Linked DNA regions of Sus scrofa: region 2 is linked to region 1. A link is a contact called in public HiChIP or PLAC-seq data. All regions are on one chromosome and are shown on one strand. The core of a region is the stretch at or near the end of the contact, and the rest is flanking DNA. Distances in the headings are between cores, read along the strand shown. Region 1 overlaps BLNK (B-cell linker protein). Region 2 overlaps DNTT (DNA nucleotidylexotransferase).

Region 1 (7,098 bases), core at 1,763-4,262:
GATGTTACAACCTCTCTTAGGCCCAGTTTCCTCAACTGTAAGAGGAATAATAGAGATAATAATGGCACCTACCACATAGTACTGTTTTGAGGATAAATGAAGAAATATTTATAACACTTCCCCTGGCATCCAGCACATGGGAAGTATTCAATAATGGAATCTATGTTATTATCCTCATTTCACTCATTCAAGTCATTTATTGGTTTATCCTTTTATTAGTGCATGGATTACAGATGCAAATGCCATCCAGGTCCAAAGATAAATTAAAAAGGTCTTGCTTTTCAATACAGAGAGACACAGATGACTTAGTCACAGCACAGAGTAGAATGAGGTACGTGGGACATCGCAGTGCCAGCAGCACCTACGAGGGTCCAGAGACTTGACTTGGAGAATGAAGCTCCTTCTTAGTGCTTACTGTTTATATGTTTTTCCCATAAGAGGGCACTGTTGCTGCCATTGCTGATCCAAAGTATGTCCACTCTGATCCAAAGACCTCTTTCCTATCCCCACCTCAGCTCCACAATTCTTTTCCTGGTGCCTCTGTGGCACTCCCCTGGAGCTGGAGTCAGTGGTCTGCTGTGGCAGGCAGGAGATAGAAATGGCAAGTTAAAGTTCTATTGAAGTTCTGGGGGATTCAGGGGACATCCACCAGGCCTTCTAGCAGTGGCGGCTCAGTGCAGGGAGCTGGGATCCTCTATGGCGCAGTCATCAGAGCCACTCTGCTATCTGAACCTGTGTCTGGTAGATCTCCCTCAGAACGGAGAGAATTATATTTAGCCTCCAAGGTCAGTTTATGTGATGGGATTGATGTGAAGCTTCTCATACTCTAAATGAGTTTTGGAGAAAGAGGATCAAGTGGTCTTCTTGGCTGTCATGATCTAGAGCTATTTTATTCTTCAAGATCAAAAGTGACTTTAAGACCTGTAACATTCATTTTTATACCCCCTGAGGAGCCTAGGACAGTGCCTGCACCGTGAACCTCAAGGACAGCAAAGCAGCGTGGTGCTGTGGATCAGAGCTTGCTCTTGGAAATCAGTCAACCTGCAGGGCTCAACTCCTGGCTTTACCATTTACTATCTGCTTTATATTCTTTATGCCCCAATTTCCTCATAAGGTTTTTGAGAGAGCTATGTGAATCCAAAGCTCTGGTAATGTTGCCTGGCATGTAGTAAAGCACTAGATAAAATAAATTTTTAATAAAAAAGGTAATGTTAAAGCTAGACAGAATCATAGAAGTTATTCTCTTTTATAGATTTGGAATTTTATTTTATTTTATAGATCTGCAAACTGAGGCCCAGAGATATTAGATGTTCTTACCTATGCTCCAACTAGTTGGGAATGGAGCCTAGATGAGAATTTAGGTCTATCTGACTCTGTCCAGCTCTTCCTACTACACCATCCACCTGCTGATTCCAAGAAATCCTTGAAAGCAACACAGTATGGATTGCTACTCCAAGGTGCCAAAGGGTCCCTAGACAAAGACATATAAGGGTCAGATGCACTATTCCTCTGCCCCAGTGGGACTTAATTCTCAATACACTGAGAACTGACTTTTTTTTTTTTTTAACAAAAGGATTTGAAAGTAAGTGAACCCGAGATGACTGTAATAACTGTTCAAGGCCTAGTAGATGGGAGCAGGAAGCCCAAGGGGAGGGAAGGGGGGTGTGGGGTATTTGTGGACAGGGTGGAGCAGTAAAGCTGAGCTCTAAGCTTGTGCATTCTCTTTCCCACATGCCATTTCAGAGAGCCCAGCTGACGAAGAGGAGCAGTGGTCAGATGACTTTGTAAGTACTTGTTCCTGGGACTAGGAGGGTACCATTTCTCCCAAGGCCTCGACATGCTGGTGGTCAAGGGCACATCACAGAGGGGATATGGCTGGTCTGGAAGGGCCACCTGTAGACTAGGCAGCAATAACGTCCCAGGGCTGACTTGGGCAAGCACCTCTATGTGCCAAGCTAAGGGCTTTAGACTCATTACCTCGTATAACCCTCACCACAGCCCTGTAAGTAGGCAGTCTTACCCCATTTTCCCCTGGTCTTCAGAGTACTCCCCAGCACAGCCAAAACAGATGTTAATATGTTGAAATACCTCCAAATCAGTTGGCAAATGCCTCTGCCCTGAATTCCCCCATACTCCATCACTGTTTGGTCCCTGCTAGGAGGCCTAAACAAACCAACAACTAAAGAGCGAATGCCTCCCACATCAGGGGTGTTTCTGGGCCACTTTTGAAGGTCATGGTCGGTATTAGTTGTCACAATTTAAGCATCAGGCCTGCCCGTTTTACAGGTGAAGAAACCACAGCCTGGAGAGTTTAAGTGACGTGCAGTTCCAAAATTCAAACCCAGGCTCTCAGATCTCAGAATCAGGTTTTCAAAACCCAAAGTGCTTACTGTGACCAAGAGCCTGTGAACAGACTCTGGGGGCCACAAATGGAGAGGGAGGGACCTGACCATGATGCCATCGGGAGTGGTATGTCAGAATTAATTGTAAATCTCTTCAAGGTGGCTCTGCAACCAAATAGCCACTTCTCTTTTGGGCTGGACTTAGAGGGCCAAGACACCCTAAGAATTTTTCTTCACGATGATTATTCTTCACGTATTAAATTCACACAGAATGTCAGTCTGCTCCAATCTGTGCTTTTTATATCTGGAAGGGATCCCAGGGGGCCTCCACACAAACACATACCCCATAAGAAACTGAGGCCAAGGCCATGACAATGACTTCCTGACCAACACTAGTTACTCAGTAGCATAAGAACCCAGGACCTCTGTCCAGTGCCCAGAATTGAGCCTGGGCCCGGCTCCACACTGTGTGCACTACCTGGAGTTTTATTCAGAGTGCGCCCTGGAGCACCACCTGGGGTTTATTCAGAGTATTAGGAAATGGGAGTTCCTCCCTTTTCAACTTTAGAGAAAGGATTTTTAAAAAGAAGGGATGAGGTGGCCTCTCTGTGGGTCACTTAGAGTTCCTCACAGCACTGGTCCCTCAGAAGCACTGCAGCTGCGCCCCCTGCTGGCAGCATGCCCTGGGCTGCATATGAAGCAAAGCTTTAAAAAGCAAAGCAGGCAGCCAAAAACACTGAACTTACTGGCTGGATAAAAAAAGCACATGGCTGGGACTTAGAAAACACAAAATCATCCTGGATAGGGAAGAATGACTTGTGTCCCAAAGTCAAACAACCAAAGTGAAGATACCAGCTACAATAAGGATTGTATGAACATTTATCTTATTATTTACCTTATTCTAATTAGGTAATCATAATTCTCTTTGTACATAGGATGAAATCAGGCTTGTTGCTAAAGCCTCCAGGTCTGATGAAATCCATCCCCTACAGACCTGCTGGCCTTCCCCACACCCCCTCAGCAGGGCTCTGCTCATCACAGCCCAGGCTCACAGGCCTGCCCTCAGTTCCTATTAAAGACCAAGGTCCCTGGCTCAGTGATTTTAGACTCATGGTCCTTGGGCAGGTGATGGAAGAAGGGAAGAGAGAAGCCAAAGAGTGCCCCTATCCTCTTTCACTTGGTCGGCCTCTTCTTGTACTTCAGACTTGGCTTAAGTGTCCCCTTCTCATCAGGAAAGCCTTTCTGGAACCCCCACCCAGGCAGAACCCCTTCTTCCATTGCTCTCTCAGGACCCCAATCATTCCCTTCAGGGCAACTATCAGAGGAATACCTATTTTATCTGTCTGATGACCTACTTACTATTTATTATTCATTATTTGTTGTTGGTCTGTCCTGTTAAAATATAATAAGTTCTGCGAGGCCAAGGACTGTGCTGAGAGTCAAGCACTTAATTGCTTAAACGAATGATAGACAATTTGAGGTTTTTGTCTAGTTACATATTCCCTTCTTCAGAGTTTCCATCAGATTGTCCAAAGTATTGTATTGCACTTGCTCAAGTACTGAATGAATGAATGAAAACATTTTGTTGTCATCATTTAGAATAATTTGGGGGGAAGATTTTTTAAAATTCTCAAAAGTTTGAAAGATTCCCTTTTAATTCTCTTGATGAAAAGGCATTCAACACATTTTATTGTGCGTGGAGTAGGAGGGGCTTATAGTATATCTCCTACAGAAAAGACTTTCCAAATGAAGGGCCAGATCGGCACTTACTGAGCACCCATTCCCTCCTCCTCAGTCCCTTCAGAGGCTGGGGCAGCAGCTCAGTGCATGAATTCACTCCATGGATGTTGGGTGTGCACCTGCCCTGTAGCAGGTCCCATGGTGGGTCCTGGATATACAGTTTCAGTCCGGTCCTCATGGGGACACAGCCTGGTAGGCAACCCAGTGCTGGAGGACAGCTTCCAGGAACAGCAGATGTAGTGTCTCTCATCCTTTACCCTCTCTGCCACCTCCGCCAACTCTGCCACCCTGATCCTCTTAGTCAGGCTGCTGTGCCTGAGGGGCTGCCAGGACTCCAGAGTCCTCTCCAGGATGCACACTGATCCCCAGCCTACAGTAGCAAAGTCTAGGGAGTCTCATCCCTGCTCCATGAACTGAAACAGAGTGGGATGCCCCAACCATCCCCCAGTCAGGCACATGTGTCTGGGTGCCCGCTGATTCCTTCACTTGCAGGAGTTTCTATTAAACCAACTGCTTCTCAGCACTCGTAGTGATGTCTCCCTGAGATGTCACAACAACGGTGACAGGGTCCTTGGCCTGGATGAGGAGGGTATCTGGCTTGGGAAGCCAGGCTCTTGCCCTGTGAGGCCTCTCCCTGGCCCACCCTTTCACTCACACTCCGCTTCCCAGACCCCCTGCCTGGGAATCGTAATTGGCTTCTCCAGAGCACAAATCGCAAACTCAAATTAGTCAACTTGTCTATGGCTTGGTTTCCTCAACAGTAAAATGGGATTTTAAAAAACCCACCTCAGAGATCCCATGTGGTGCAGTGGAAACAAATCTGACTAGGAACCATGAGGTTGCGGGATCCATCCCTGGCCTTGCTCAGTGGGTTAATGACCCAGCACTGCTGTGAGCTGTGGTGTAGGCTGCAGACGCAGCTCAGATCCTGCGTTGCTGTGGCTGTGGTGTAGGCTGACAGCTGTAGGTCCGATTCAACCCCTAGGCTGGGAACCTGCACATGTCTCGGGTGCAGCCCTAAGAAGAAAAAAAAAAAAAAACCAAAACCATCTCAAATGAGTGTGGTGAGGGGTCAATGAGGTATGCCTTGCATAGAAATATTAGTTGTAATAACAGCTGTTACTACAATATTATTTTATTCAGCTAATTTTATATTCATATTCAGGAAGGATTTTAAGCTCCCATCTTCTATTTCTGACATAGGGGTTTGGGGAAATTTTCTTACCTCCCCTGTCCCTGTCCCTTCCTGCCTCCCCCACTCTAGGAGAAGGACAAGCACCCTCCCTTGGGCTCCTTCCTCCTTTTGGTCTCTCGCCCACTGCCCCTCCAGCCCCCTCAGGAAAAGCTCTCCTTCCAGCCTCCTTTCTCTTTCCTTATCCCACTCTTCACCCTTTTCCTTTCTTCTCCTCTCCCCCATCTCCCTACAGACTGACAAGCAAAGCACAGTGCTCACTCATTGATTCCTTCATTCTCCAAACATCCTGAGCTCCTATCACGTGCTGGTCCTGTCCCAGGCCTGGAGGAGGCAGCAATGAAGGAAACACTATCCTCGCATCAATTGCTAGTGAAAGGAGACAGGCCAAAAGGCAGGTGCCTCATAGATTCATTGGTAAATCATATATGGATCCGGCGTCGTGTCAGGCAATGTGTGGGGGCAGTGGGCACAGAGGTCAGAGGACCCCTTAAGTCCTAATTAAATATTTCCTCCACATGAATATATGTATGTGTGCTACACATATAGATTATTTCTGAACAAAATGCACAAGAAGCTAGTAACTCTACCTCTGAGAGAGGAACTGAGCAGCAGGGAAGACATTCATCTTTGTGAACTGTTTGAACTTTAGGTCAACTTATTTTCAATATGGACTTAAAATTCCTATTAAAAAAAAAACAGAAAGAGAATGGACTCTGAGTCAGTTTGAAGTCTTAATCCTCGCAGCTTCCCCATTCTGTTTAAAACAAACAAAAAAAACCCACATCTCTACAAAGGTGTCCTTATTCCTGAGCATCCCCTGATCGTCTTATTAAACTTACATTTTCCTCAACTATCACCCTTCATGAGTAATAAAACCTATTTGGTTATTCTATTTTATTGGGTCCTTCCTTTGTCTTCTTAAGATATATTTTATCTGACATACAGATTTCAGCCACCTTTTTTTTTTTTTTTTTTTTTTCTATTAGGGCTGCACCCATGGCATATGGAGGTTCCCAGGCTAGGGGTTGAATCGGAGCTGTAGCTGCCGGACTACACCACAGCCACAGTAACACCAGATCTGAGCCACGTCTGTGATTGACATCACAGCTCACAGCAATTCCGGATCCTTAACCCACTGAGCAAGGCCAGGGATTTGGCAATTCCGGATCCTTAACCCACTGAGCAAGGCCAGGGATTGAACCCGCATCCTCATGGATACTAGTCGGGTTCGTTAACCACTGAGCCATGACAGAAACTCCCAGAGTTCAGCCACTCTCAAAGTTAAATGGTCCACATGTTCCCCAGGATAGTAGTCCATTTTAGAGGCTAAAAAGCCCTGCTTCAGGAGTTTCCATTGTGGCTCAGCAGAAACACATCTGACTAGGAACCATGAGGTTGTGGGTTCAATCCCTGGCCTTGATCAGTGGGTTAAGGATATGGCATTGCTGTGAGCTGTGGTACAGGTCACAGATGGGGCTCGGATCTGGCATCGTTGTGGCTGTGGCATAGGCCAGCAGCTATAGCTCCAATTTGACCTCTAGCCTGGGAACTTCCATATGCCGTGGGTGTGGCCCTAAAAAAAACAAAACAAAACAAAAAAAAGTCCTGCTTCAAACCCATAGCTGTTGCTAACAGCTGCCCAATCCTGGTTAGCCAGCCCCTCCAAACTTTGCTTTCTTGTCCCTCTGTGAGGGAGCAGCTCTGGCCCCCTAAACACACATTGGGCACTGAATATGGTGTTTGTACTTGCAGGACAGCGATTACGAAAATCCAGACGAGCACTCAGACTCTGAGATGTATGTGCTGCCGGCTGAGGAGGCC
Region 2 (6,281 bases), core at 837-3,336, 90 kb before region 1:
TCAGGACTTCAATATATTGAAATATTTGTGTACAGACTTATTCATAAAGAAAGTTACCATTTATGAAGTACATATTTAGATCAGGCTCTGAATTAAGCACTTTCTGTGTATGTGCTTCTAATCCTCATAACCATCTTACAAGATAGGCAGGTGCTATTGTTCTCATAGTATAGAGGAAGAAACCAAAGCTCAGAGAAGCTGAGTGACTTACTCAAGGTCACACAGGGAGTAAGTAGAGAACCTGGGGTTTAACCCAGGATGGTTGATTCTACAGCCCATGTTCTTAATCATCAAGCAAAGGGCAATGAAAATCACAACCATGACACTTACAACGAGCTGGTGTTTTCCTGTCATCTCCACGGGCTTTCCTGCTCCCATACTTTCTATCAGCCAGGAGACGTCAAGGAGTGTTAGCTGTGAGCTGGCTCTTATTTTCTGTGCCTGAAGCCACTCCAGAACCTCTGAACCAGAGTTGTTTTCTGCCACAATGTGGGTGACAGAATCACTGCAGAATGCAAGACAAAGTTACCAGGGGAAGGCACTTTGAAAATGAGAAGATCTTGAGTTCCTGCTGTGGCTCCGTGGAAACGAAACTGATGAGTATCCAAGAGGATGCAGGTTCCATCCCCAAACTCGCTCAATGGGTTAAGGATATGGCATTGCTGTGAGCTGTGGCGTAGGTTGCAGATGCAACTCAGATCTGGCATTGCTGTGGCTGGCAGCTACAGCTCCGATTTGACTTCTAGCCTGGGAACTTCCATATGCCATGGGTGCTGCCCTAAAAAAGAAAGAAAGAAAAAGAAAAAAGAAAGCTCTCCTCTTTCCCTGAGGAGTTCAGAGCATTCCATCCAATGGAGAAAGATGCACAGTAGATCTGACCACAGGCACAGAGAACTTAGGACTCCACGCAAGGGGGTTCTATTTCAATTAGTGTGGCAACAGCAGTCTACGTTATGTATCAGATACAAGAAAACACTCGGAAGGTTGTGGTGTCACTGGAAAACCAAGGTCTAGAGAGGAGGGAAGATGAAATCATTCTTAAATTAGCACCTTGCACACTGCCTGAGACTTTGAGGTGCCACTTCATTTTTATTTGCAGAGGGCTTTAGCTCAGTGTCTTTCAAACTTGCTTATGACCCAGAGTTAAAAACACACGTTTCACCGTGACCCCAAATAGAGATAGATGTAGATGCAGATATGCTTATAACATCCCACTAAATTAACCTCACAGCCCATTAATAGGTAGTGACCAGCCTTGGAGAAATACTGCTTTATGTGTACATCAAAGCATGTGATGGAAGATCCTGTTATCTTTTCTCTAATGAGTACTGAGCACTCACCCTGTTTGAGCATCATCTGAGCACTCTTATATACATCATCTCATGTAATACATAGCTTCCGAAGTAAATGTTATACCAGTCACACTTCAAAAATGAGGAAACTGGGAGTTCCTGTGTGGCTCAGCAGATTAAGAAGCCGACGAGTATCCATGAGGATGTGGATTCCATCCTTGGCCTCGCTCAGTGGGTTAAGGATCTGGTGCGGCCACAAGTTGCAGCATAGGTCACAGATGCAGCTCAGGTCTGGCATTGCTGCGGCTGTGGTGTAGGCCAGCAGTTGCAGCTCCGACTTAAGCCCTAGCCTGGGAACTTGCATGTGCCCCAAGTGCGGCCCTAAAAAGAATAAAAGAGGAAATTGAAGAACAGAGAGGTTAAGACATCCTGAAGGTCACACAGCTGGTAAATGATATTTATCCTTTTGATTGTCTTTTCTGGGTCAAGCATGTTATTTCTGGTTTTTAACAAGGTTTCACAGTCAGCGTCATCTTTGGAACCAGTCATTTTTAAGGCTCCTTCAGTTCAAATAGTCTATGGATCTGGGAAATAGCAACAGCAAATAGTGTATATAGGCATCTAAGAGAAAAATGGAATTAGTTTCTCTTTCCCACTTCTTGTGCTTGACTTCTTTTTTTCTTCTTCTCCTTTTCTTGATTGACTCTTGGATTATTTTTTGTCTCATTGTTATATCCACAGCCCTAGGTTCCTTGTGGTGGTGATGGGAAGCAGTTAGTTACCAAAGAAGAAAAGGGAAGTTTCTGGGCATCAGCATCATATGTGAAACAGACAGCTAACATTTTGTTATGATAGGACGTGAGCCAGGGACAAGATCTGCAAGTAGAGTATGAAGAAGGAAAAGAATTTGGTGTGGGTTGCGAGAGGTGGATGGCTTTGTAGAAAAGCGGGCTCTGGCCCCAGTCTTGATGGAAAGGAGAGACAGGTGTCTGGAAGGCAGGACTTTGGGTCCTCCTGGAAGAAAAGTTTCAGAGGACAGAGGAAAGGAAGGACGTTGGCCTGAACTGGAGTGAAGAATTCATGTTGGGAAGTGGTTGTAGATGCAGCTGAGTCAGTGGGGGCAACCGCACTATAGACAGTCTTTGAAGCCTGGTTGAGGAAGTTGGATCTGGGGTTTTGGAGCCACTGGCAGCTTTTACGAGCAGGACATTGATGGCATTGCTATACACACACACACACACACACACACACACACACATATATATACACATACATATATATATATACACATACATATATATATATATATTTTTTTTTTTTTGGTCTTTTTGCCATTTTCTTGGGCCGCTCCTGTGGCATATGGAGGTTCCCAGGCTAGGGGATCTTATCGGAGCTGTAGCCACTGGCCTACATCAAGAGCCACAGCAACACGGGATCCAAGCCGAGTCTGCGACCCACACCACAGCTCAGGGCAATGCTGGATCCTTAACCCACTGAGCCAGGCCAGGGATCGAACCGCAACCTTATGGTTCTTCATTGGATTCGTTAACCACTGAGCCATGACGGGAACTCCGGCATTGCTATATGTTATTTAAAGAGACTAATCTGGTACATATAATGATTTGGAGAGGGGAGTTATGGAATGAGGAGGGTTGAGGAGGGTTGGGAGCTCCTTTAGCGGATAAATCATTGAACCAGATATAAGATGATTTTTAACCTCAGCCTGGTTCCTGCAGTGCTAGAAAGGAAGGCAAAGGAGACTTTATGATGGACAGCTGGCATTAGCTCACCTATAACAGGTGAAGTGGAGAATAGAGTCAAATATTACTCCTGCCTATCTATCACAGTCAAGCGTCATCATTTGTGGTAGAAATAGGGATGCAGGAAGGTGCAACTCTTTGGGGCAAGGGGGTGGGGAGCGGAGGAATTGAAGTTTATTTCAGGCATGCTGCATTGGAAGGATGGCTAGAGATCCAGATGAAAATATCTGGCTGATAGTTGGGATCGGAGGCTGGCACTGGGAGAGAGGTGAGGGCTGGAGATCAGAGCTGAGACCATCTGGAAGGCAGGATGGGCAGCACGCCCAGGCAGAAGTAAGTCAGGGTAAGACAGCCTTTGGCAAGGGCTGAGAGGAGACGGCTAGCTGGGTCTTCCCTGTTGTATGCCCACATAATTCCAAAGATTATTTATGGTAAACTTATTGGAAGCTTGTTGTGTTTTCTTTGTTGAAGACACAACAAAAGAATTAGCAGTGTTACATAGTCATTACTATCCCTTCTGTATTTCTGCCCTTTGAAAGGAAACTTTATTACTATATTACTATCGTTATATAACATTTATTGTTATTATTATTATAAACAGGGTTTTGTCTAAACCTCAGAGGGAGGAGGGTGTGCTGAGCAGGAGCTCTGGGACTCGGCTTCCAAATTAAAGCCCCTCGCCATCCACTCTTGCGCCCCACTGCATCCCCCCGCCCCAGTACCTCTTCACTTGGGATTTCCTGGGACAGTGTGGGGATGTCTGAGCTCACCTGTTGGGTGAGGACCACATGCATCTCTTACAGAAGTCACAGAAGCCTGTTCGTGCACATAGGCTATACATCCTATGAAAGGAAAATCCTGACTGAAACTTCCAATCCCTGCTCATTAAGCAACTGGCAAACCAAAGAAAACAACAGCAACGATAATAAAGCCATACAAAAAGAAAAAAAAAATCAAACAAAACCTCTCCTGCCATTCACCCGGTGCTACTTAAGAGTTCAGTATGACGTGTACTTACAAGGTAAGAGATTGAAAGTCAGCATTAGAAACTTCAGCATCAGCACAGTACAACCATATCTTGGAGATACCGTGGGTTTGGTTCCCAATCACAATAAAGCCTTTGCTCGCCTTCAGTTCTGAGCCCTTAGCAGACAGTATTCCCCAAGGAGGGTCACCACCTCTAGCCTGTTTTGCTGCCGATATTGTATTGCTGTGTCATGGCAGCTGTGTGCTGGTATAGCGGTTCTCTCTGCCCTGTTGATACTCCAATATAAACACTGATAATATTAGAATATTAGTATGTGCCAGAACCACGGTGGGCACATTTCATACAATACCTCATTTAAGTGTCAGTAACACAATGACAGGTATGATTATCCCCGTTTAAAAGTAAGAGAGCTTAGGTAGAGACATTAAAAATCACCCAGCTACTAATCAGTGGAGCAGGGATTTAATCTGATGTCTGTTGTAACCCCAAACCTGTGTGCTGGACCCCAGTGACCAACCCCTCTGTGATGTTGGCTTATCCCATGGCTGCGGCGAGAGTGTCCCTTTCCTCAGAAAGAATAACATCTGAATGGGTATGACTGCTGTCATTACCATCACCCTGAAGATTCTCTCCAAAGAGCACAAAGAGAGATGGAATGACACTTCCTGTACAACACTATTAGACACACTCTCCCTGCTGAGCCATGTAGAATTCACGTTGTGATGTTTTAGGTCCAATGTACATGGGCTACCATAAGGACTGTCCCAGAAAGTCTGAAAGAAGAGTTGCCATAGCTACACACCAAGATGGAGAGTTCACAGGAGGCTGTCAGGCTCCCTAAGTTCTGTGTTTTGCCTAAAGTATAGAGGAATATAGGATGAGCCCCAGGGCTCCTCTTCCAAATTCAGCTCCCTCACCATCCACAGTTATCGTCCCTGTTCCTCTACCACCATCTCTTCACCTAGAGTATGACAGAGACATCCAGAGTGCCTGGGGAGGAGTTCCCATTATGGTGCAGTGGAAACAAATCTGACTAGGAACTATGCGGTTGCAAGTTTGATTCCTGGCTTAGCTCAGTGGGTGAAGGATCCAGTCTTGTCATGAGCTGTGGTATAGGTTCCAGACATGGCTCGGATCCAACATTGCTATGGTTGTGGTGTAGGCAAGCAGCTGTAGCTCTGATTCGACCCCTAGCCTGGAAACCTCCATATGCTATGGGTTCAGCTCTAAAAAAAAAAAAAACAAAAACAAAACCAACAAAGCAGAATGCCTAGGGAGGTGCCATAAAACAATTAAGAAACAATTAAATATTGGTATATATAAAAGAAAAAGAAATACTTCAGACTACTAGCAAGAATAACTATGTGTATGCATGGGCCCACACGCGTGTGTGTACACGCGCACATGCACACATGTATATTCTTATTCAATTCCTGCAAGAGACTTATGAGGTGGGCAATAAAGTTAGTATAATTTCAGATGAGAAAGCCAAGGCCTTTAGAGGTTACATGAAGCCAAGATTCAAACCCAGGTGTGCATGACTCAAGCAATCTCTTAACGTCTACTAGACTGTGGTTAGACCCCTGCATGAGGTTTTGTTTTAAGCATTTTTCTATATTTCCCCACTTTCAGTCTTGAACCATCTATCATCACTTTTTTACTTCAGGGAAAAAATACACACGGATGTCATTTTCAAGGGAAAATAAACCTGGGGCTGGGGTTGAGGTAGTCTCTGTCCTGCCCTGGACTTTCTTCTTATGATAAAAGGTGGCAGCAAGCCTCAGGCAGCTGCCCTTAACCTCTTCTAAAGACCCTAAGGCACTCTGGCTGCTCCTGAAATATTGGTGGATTCGGTTCTTTAAGTGCACTCAGTTTCTTAGTCAAGATCAATTAACAGTGCCTTGAGAGTTCCTGTTGTGGCTCAGCGGAAAAAATCCAACTAGGAACCATGAGGTTTCGGGTTCAATCCCTGGCCTTGCTCAGTGGGGTAAAGATCCGGTGTTGCCATGAGCTGTGGTGCAGGTCGCAGACTCAGCTTGGATCTGTCATTGCTGTGGCTGTGGCATAGGCTGGCAGCTATAGCTCCGATTAGACCCCTAGCCTGGGAACCTCCGTATGCTGTGGGTGTGGCCCTAAAAAGACAAAAACAAAACAAAACAAAAGCCTTGGACTAGGTTTGGGAGGGTGTGAATCCATTATAGGGATTCTGAACTAGGATTTGTCCCTCAGTTTCCTACAGGG

What was found. HiChIP or PLAC-seq counts read pairs in DNA pulled down with a chosen protein or histone mark.
Region 2: a contact with region 1 is called in an H3K27ac HiChIP or PLAC-seq map of alveolar macrophages. The contact joins two enhancer-like sites. A contact is called at or near these places in 10 of 47 Hi-C or Micro-C datasets (embryonic fibroblasts, fetal skeletal muscle, mesenchymal stem cells and 4 more) and 2 of 2 datasets of contacts at active chromatin or transcription factors (alveolar macrophages and skeletal muscle).

What each region holds. Positions count from the first base shown.
Region 1 is chr14:107,668,540-107,675,637 of Sscrofa11.1, reverse strand. BLNK (B-cell linker protein) reads left to right here. Exons shown (of 17, transcript XM_001928233.5): 4 at 1,744-1,784; 5 at 7,030-7,098. Among named protein-coding and RNA genes, the nearest start is that of BLNK, 43 kb to the left of the region's middle. Within about 2 kb of position 3,012, at least 4 of the 83 cell types and tissues checked have an H3K27ac peak or open chromatin away from gene starts, as enhancers often do. A contact at or near this core is called in alveolar macrophages, where this site is marked.
Region 2 is chr14:107,758,731-107,765,011 of Sscrofa11.1, reverse strand. It overlaps DNTT (DNA nucleotidylexotransferase), which reads right to left. Exons shown (of 11, transcript XM_003133156.3): 2 at 331-505. Among named protein-coding and RNA genes, the nearest start is that of DNTT, 11 kb to the right of the region's middle. Within about 2 kb of position 2,086, at least 3 of the 83 cell types and tissues checked have an H3K27ac peak or open chromatin away from gene starts, as enhancers often do. A contact at or near this core is called in alveolar macrophages, where this site is marked.